Regions from separate parts of the Zea mays genome. Here region 2 is linked to region 1. A link is a contact called in public Hi-C data. All regions are on one chromosome and are shown on one strand. The core of a region is the stretch at or near the end of the contact, and the rest is flanking DNA. Distances in the headings are between cores, read along the strand shown. Region 1 holds the start of LOC103651364 (protein MALE DISCOVERER 1). Region 2 holds the start of LOC100285713 (ATP binding protein).

Region 1 (3,270 bases), core at 430-2,929:
ATCATGACTGCAGACATTGCACGTAGTGACAAATGCTGGTGCAGTTGGATTGTGTAGGTGGTACAACACCATCATTGATGAATGCTTGGCGCATCGAAGTGTGTCATACTGATAATGATTTCCTTGGCAAAGACTAAGGAATGCCTGTCTGGTGTCAAAGAACTCACTTTCCAATATGTCATCTCTATCTTTGGTATCTTTGGGCACCCCAAAAATATCAACCGGATGGAGCATATGTGTGTCTCTATTATTACTTGGGTGCCTCTCCCTGTCGTCAAGTTGATGTTCTTCCGCTCAAGGAATCTCATCAATATTTTTGCCAGCAGCAGCTGCACGGGCCTCTGCTTAAGTCGTTTAAATAGCCAATCTTCTATATGATCACTAAGAACAGTTCTCGGCAAATATTTTGCCCCAATAACAGCACTCTGTGGTAAAGGTTTGCGTAGCCCACATTTGACCTCCTCAACATAGCAATTGGGGCAAGAATATTCAGCTTGTCCTCCATCGTTCCTTCTTCCATTAAATAAAGCACAAATTTGATGTTGCCAACATTCACATTTGGTTTTCCTGATTTAGACACAGTCGCATCAGTTGGACCATTTGTTTCATTCTTAACCTCAAGGGCGGTTTCACTTGTCTCTTTGTCAACCGACAAGTTTTCTTGCTTGATATGAGAATTAATCTCACTGGGAACACCAGGAATCACATTACACCTTGATGCAGACAGATTTCCATCAATACCATAACTAATTTTTATGGGCTTTTGAGGAGCTCGCATGTCAGCCTTTGCATCAACCTCTCGTTTCAGATATGATGTCTTGTTATTGTGGTCAAGCTGCTCAGGCTGTGTTTCCTGCAATGCAAAGCCTGAGTTTACATGATAATTGGAGACTACAGACATATCATTCTCTAGGCCACTAGGTGATGGATGATGCGTCTTCAAGCGTTTTGGAACAGATGGTTGATCATCAAATGCTTCAACTGACATTGGGTCAACATCCATTCTATCACCTTTTATCCCGTTCATGATTGTCTGAGGCACACTTTGTTGAGCAAGTTTTCTAGACTCGAGAGCTTTTTGCTTAGATGCCTGTTCAATTGATTGGCGCAAAGACTCTAGGTTGCTGAATATTTTTTCTAGGTAGCTAGGACGATGAATTAACCTGAGATGACTATGTTGTTTATACATATAGACTGTTGTCAGTATAAATTAGGTTTGCTGATGTAGCCTAATTCACATGCTTCTGCAAACATGGTGAATGATCAGATTTCAATGTATATGGTTATGACTTATCTATTCTCGTCAAATAATGTGAGATATTGAGGTGAATAATAAATTATGTGTTTCTTATCTCCAAGTAATCGTTATGCACTAATATTTTAATAACGAGAGCATAGAAACGATAAATAGTGTTTCTGTATCCCAATATATCTTATTATTATATGTTGACTCCGTAGCAAAGCACGGATATACACCTAGTAGATTTATTAAGTTTATTTCAGGAGCTGTTGGAAAGCAGATTTACTACTATTTCTCTAAATCATCAATTTAAGAAGTTCTTTCGGGTGAAGTTGCTCTAAGCACGAAAACGCACACTAGAAACTCCTCTCGTTTGCGCGTCCCCACCTGGCCGGCGCAGGCCCCACCGCACGTCTCTTGAGGCCTTGTTTGTTTGGGTCGGATTGGTGAGTCGGAATAATTCCCGGCCGGATTGCTTCTCTAATTTATATAAACTTTGATTAGCCGGAATGATTCCGGGTACAATCCGACGCAAACGAAAGTCCTGAACCAGCCGCGAATCGCGAGTCGAGACTCGCGAGGCGCGCGCGCCTGCCGTTCTCCGCCTCGGGTCGCCGCCGGTAGCCGGCCACCGTCCCCGCCACGACGGATCGCAAGCTGGCGAGGAGCTCCGAGCGACTAAGGGATCCACGCATCCAGCCGCCGGCCGCCAGGCCGCGGCGCCCCGAACCACGGGTAAGAACCCATCTCTGCAGCGCCTCCGCGAGTCTGCAAGGCCATCGGCGTCGGTCGATCGCATTTCCTATCAGCTCGTCGCGGAAACCCAGCTCCGATTTGTTGCCTCTTCCCTTAACAAGCTCTTCGATTTTTTTTTATTTTTCATAAAAGTAGCTGCAACCTGTTTGGGATCGTTAACCTGGTTTAACTGTCCTCTTCCCCTTTGCACAAATTTCTTTTCCCCCTTCTGAAGCACAGCATTTTGGCGTCGCTGCGATGTCCGGCCGCGATTGGCAGCAATGGGGGCGGCGGAACAATGTCAATGCGGTGCGGGCCATATTCTATTGCCATATGTGATGGTGGTGTATTATCCAGTTTTTAAAGCCTGCTTCTCTAATCCTGGCGTGGAATCGTCCTACTCCTACAGGTGGCGGGGGAAGAATTCCATTCACGTCTGTCGCTTAAAAAAAAAAAAGAGTGTGTGTGTGTTTTTGGCTTCGTCGTGTCGCCTCGCGCCTAGCGTTGTTGGTTTAGTCTCTGTCTACTACGAGTCTACGACTACGCGTTCCTCCAACAGCGGACGACCGCTGTTTCCCTCCCCCTCCCGCCCGTCCTCTCTCTTCCCCATCTCCTTCTCCTCCGTTCCCTCACCCGCTGCCGTGTAAGCACCCCTCGCTCTGTCCTACGAATCCTCTTTTCAGTTTCTCGATTCGAATCGCGTGATCGCCAGGCAAAACAAAAAGGCGCTAGAGCTGTTTGTGTTGCTTTATGGTGATTGCAAGTTTCCTCTGCTCCCCATCGCCCTTTTCTCTGGCGCCTCTGACTCTCTGAGCTGTTCCCGTCTGTTTCCTCTTGCACGCAGGCGCGGAGCGGGTGTGAGGCTGCAGTGCCTGGGTGGAGCTCGCGTGGTCCCTGCAGCGGCCGCAATGCCTGCCCCACGCGCCTGACCATGCATTCCAGGCTGCTCAAGAGGCTCGCGAAGAGGATCATGTGACGGCACCTTGCCGTCGTTTCGACCATCGCGCGCCTGCGGGACGGGGAAGCATGCGGAGGATGGATGGCTTCATCTCGTCGTCGTTGGCGCTCGTCGTGCTGGCGCTTCATCTTAGCGTGGATGGCTGCTCGGCGGTCAACCTTGAAGGTACGGGCCTGCGTCTCGCCACCGGTGCATGGTTTCGGCGCTTGCATTGTCCTACTGACTTGCCGCGCGTTCCCTGTGGCGTGCGCAGGGTCGATACTGCTCAAATTCCAGTCAAGAGTGGAGGAGGATCCGTATGGCGCCATGGTAGGCTGGAGCCCGCGCGACAGCGATC
Region 2 (3,270 bases), core at 464-2,963, 150 kb before region 1:
GTTATTTTTAGTGTCCCTATGAAGTATGAACTGTTTTGTACTTTTGTGTATGCATGTTTCTGGCCTCCGTAAGGAGTCTCTTGTATCCAGGGTCCTTTTTGCCCCCTTTTTCCTTCTGCTATAATATAATGGGGCGCAGTTCTCCTGCGCTTTTCGAGAAAAAAAAAACGAAGCAAATGATGCAAAAGGCATTATCTTGTTAGCAAAAAAAACAGGCTAGCAGTGTTACAGGCTGTTTGAAAGTTAAGTATAACTTGCAAACTTCATAGTATAATTCAACTACTCTTCACCTTTTTTCTCTCAAAAACCACAACCCACTTGATAGTAACATGTAACTGAAAAGCATGAGAACATGTGACTACATAAACGCTCCTAGGAGAGAGGGGAACTTTTTATCACTGACTTGCGCCTATTTAGTGATCTACATTGGCCAGCAAGCAAGTATTAGAAGTGGATGTGGATCACACCCTTTCTTTGTCAGCTGATGTGCACACTGATGTTGATTAGACCCTAAAAAGGCAACCAACTTGAAATGTAATCACATGAAACTTTCCAGGGGCCTCTTTCCTTTGCTCACAACAAAATTCCAGTGTAAAGTCTGCTGCAGGAATAGTAGATTTGCATCCAGATAGTATCTTCTACAACTCTGTCCAGTTTCACTATCATCATAGATTCCTAGTGCATTTCAAGAGAACTGGGTACTGTTCATTTTGTCAAGACACGTAGTCAATTAAAGGCATCTATGACTGGGGACTATCTGTGGAACGTGGGCAATTGGTTCATAAATCATAACACCGTGTATTCTGTGATCTAGATCGAGCCTGATGTCCACGTCAATTGAGCACCGCAGTAAAACCTCCAACAAACAAACAAACAAAAGTCTCACGGTGACTCAGCCCATCCACACAATATACATTAACCCCAATACAGTCCGCAAGTCCTTAAACTACGACGCAGTGGAGTAAAACACTAGAGGTACATCAGCAACTTCGCTTCGGAAGCTATTTCCGGCCAAAATGGGCAGAATCGGCGCGGACCTGCGCCAAGCGCGCGGAAGTTAATTAAACACACAAAAATTATGTGAACCAAACTGCAGCAGCACCTTGACTGTTTGGATATGATATACAGAACGAAAAGTCCTATCTCCTACTGCGGTGTCAACTAATTTCAATCTCCCAAGCTGGAGGGGACGAAGATGCTAACCAAACCATGAGTGGGATCGATAGGAGACTAATAGCGCAGCACGCAAATTCACGACCTACGAACCAAGAGAATGAGAGATTTGGATCCGAATTGAGACCGGAACCTACTCCCAGAAAAACAGGGCAACACGCCAAACAAGCCAGGACCCAGGATCACTCACCAACAGAGAGGAGAAACCCTGTTCATGTCCCCACGGATCTCTGTTCCGCTAGCTGCAGCACGAGAGTGGAGCGGCGCCGCCGCGGAAGCAGCGACCGTGCTCGGCCGTGTCGCGTCGTCTGGTGCTCGGCGCGCGGAGGAGGGGCAGGTAGGAGGCCGGCTACAGGAGCCACGCTTCTCCGGGGGAGATGACAGCGGAGAACAGCGAGGAGAGAGCGGGCGATGTTGGGAGAGAGGGAGGAGGCGCCGAGGCGGGTGGGAAGATTACTGCCAGTGCCAGTAAAGTACGGTCTCCAGCTGTGGGAGGCGTCGGTACTCGCTGGAGCGAGGGAAGGGGGGAGAGGAGAGGGGAGGACCAGTGAGGCGGAGGAAACCAGGAAACCGTGGGGCCATGGCTCGGTGGGTCGTCTCTCGCTCTATGCCTTGTGGGGCCCATCTCTTCTAAGTATATGCGGAGTATGAGAGTATCTGATGAGACAATTACTTTGAAGCCATTATAAAAGATCTGAATTGCAGACGAACCACTCAAAATTTTGTCACTGCTTTAGTGCCATTAGAAAACAATTTTTTTATTCTTAAGCGCCACTATCGTCTATTTTCTTTATAACGGATGCAAACTGGACGGCCATGGTACGATTTTGCCCTCAGATTATTCCATGAGATGTAAAAGTCCAGTGTCCTTACGTGCCACTACTTGCCATAACACACTTGCCATAACACATCAGTTACACATTGATATGACATGCAATTCATAATATCAGTTTCAATTTTGAGCTATCTAGACCACACCAGTTTGGCTATTACAAAAGGGCCTTACAGCCCAAACACCACACAGTTTTTAGGCCATAAGCACAGACGACCAAACACCATGCGGGTCATAAACAAATCACAAAGTTTTGAGCCATTCAGGCCATAAACACATTACAAAAGAGCTAGCACATCGCAGTTTTAAACAAAAGAGCTAGCACATCTCCAGTTTTTAGAGCTCCAATGTGTAGCACATCAGACATTGAGCTTTTTTTGCTCCTAGTTCCCATGGCAGGACTAGAGGTGTAATTGGTCTTGCTTCTTGTGCACATAGCTGGAGTGCCACAGACATCTGGTGATTTTGGCTTCTGTGTTCCCTCCTTCTTAGGTTCAGGCCATGATTGATATATGACTCCTCCCTCCACTGGCACTTCATCAAATGGCCTCAAAATATTCAAAGGGGCCAGTTTTAGGTGGTTAGAACCTTGTTCACATATGCTAGGACAAGAAAGAGCTTATGAGTCAGCATTGGATGGTATAGTACTCATAATAAGACAAACAAAAGATTTTATAAATGAGAAACCTTATGGAAACAGTAGACGGCATAGAACTAGGAGCTCCTGAACTAAAAGTTGATTTGCCCTTCCTATTCTTCATCCTATTTTGCCCTACAGAAAGCTGAACTCCAATGTTAGGGAAAACCATTCTTGGTGCAGGAACAGGAACAATGCTCATTTCAATTGAAGTTTCAATTGCCTGCTTCTTCTTCTTTGGTGAACCCCTACAAGCATGGCACATTAGACATCAATAGTAAGAACAAAGTAAGTTTCAAGTCCATAGTAAAACCTTGTTAATACAGTTTGTACCTATCAACAAGCATAGCAGCTATATCACTTAAGTCACCATTCTTGCAAGTGTACTGGTGATGGCCATATCCATGACAAATAGGACATTGGTATCTGCCCTTGTTGCCCCTACCATCCTCAAAACAACCCTTGTACCTAGACTGTTTCCTCCTGCCATCAGTTGTGAAAGGGAAATGGACTTAATCATTTCCTATAATCGATTTTGGTGGTTGACGTACAACACAAACCACATGGACTAACTAGTTTGTCCAGATATAATCTATTACAAGTGCATAAGGTTCAACACAAACCAAGA

Evidence for each region. Hi-C and Micro-C count contacts between places; a contact is called where the count stands out from the background.
Region 2: a Hi-C map of endosperm shows a contact between it and region 1, with 2.5 times the contacts expected there. The contact joins the promoter of LOC100285713 here to the promoter of LOC103651364 in region 1. A contact is called at or near these places in 4 of 25 Hi-C or Micro-C datasets (ear, endosperm, leaf and 1 more).

The regions. Positions count from the first base shown.
Region 1 is chr3:215,146,793-215,150,062 of Zm-B73-REFERENCE-NAM-5.0, reverse strand. LOC103651364 (protein MALE DISCOVERER 1) reads left to right here and starts at 1,679. Exons shown (of 13, transcript XM_008676981.4): 1 at 1,679-1,975; 2 at 2,820-3,098; 3 at 3,187-3,270. The coding sequence starts at 3,002. LOC103651365 (histone acetyltransferase HAC1-like) reads right to left here and starts at 249. Exons shown (of 1, transcript NM_001320145.1): 1 at 1-249. The coding sequence starts at 234.
Region 2 is chr3:215,300,732-215,304,001 of Zm-B73-REFERENCE-NAM-5.0, reverse strand. LOC100285713 (ATP binding protein) reads right to left here and starts at 1,713. Exons shown (of 17, transcript NM_001158604.2): 1 at 1,364-1,713.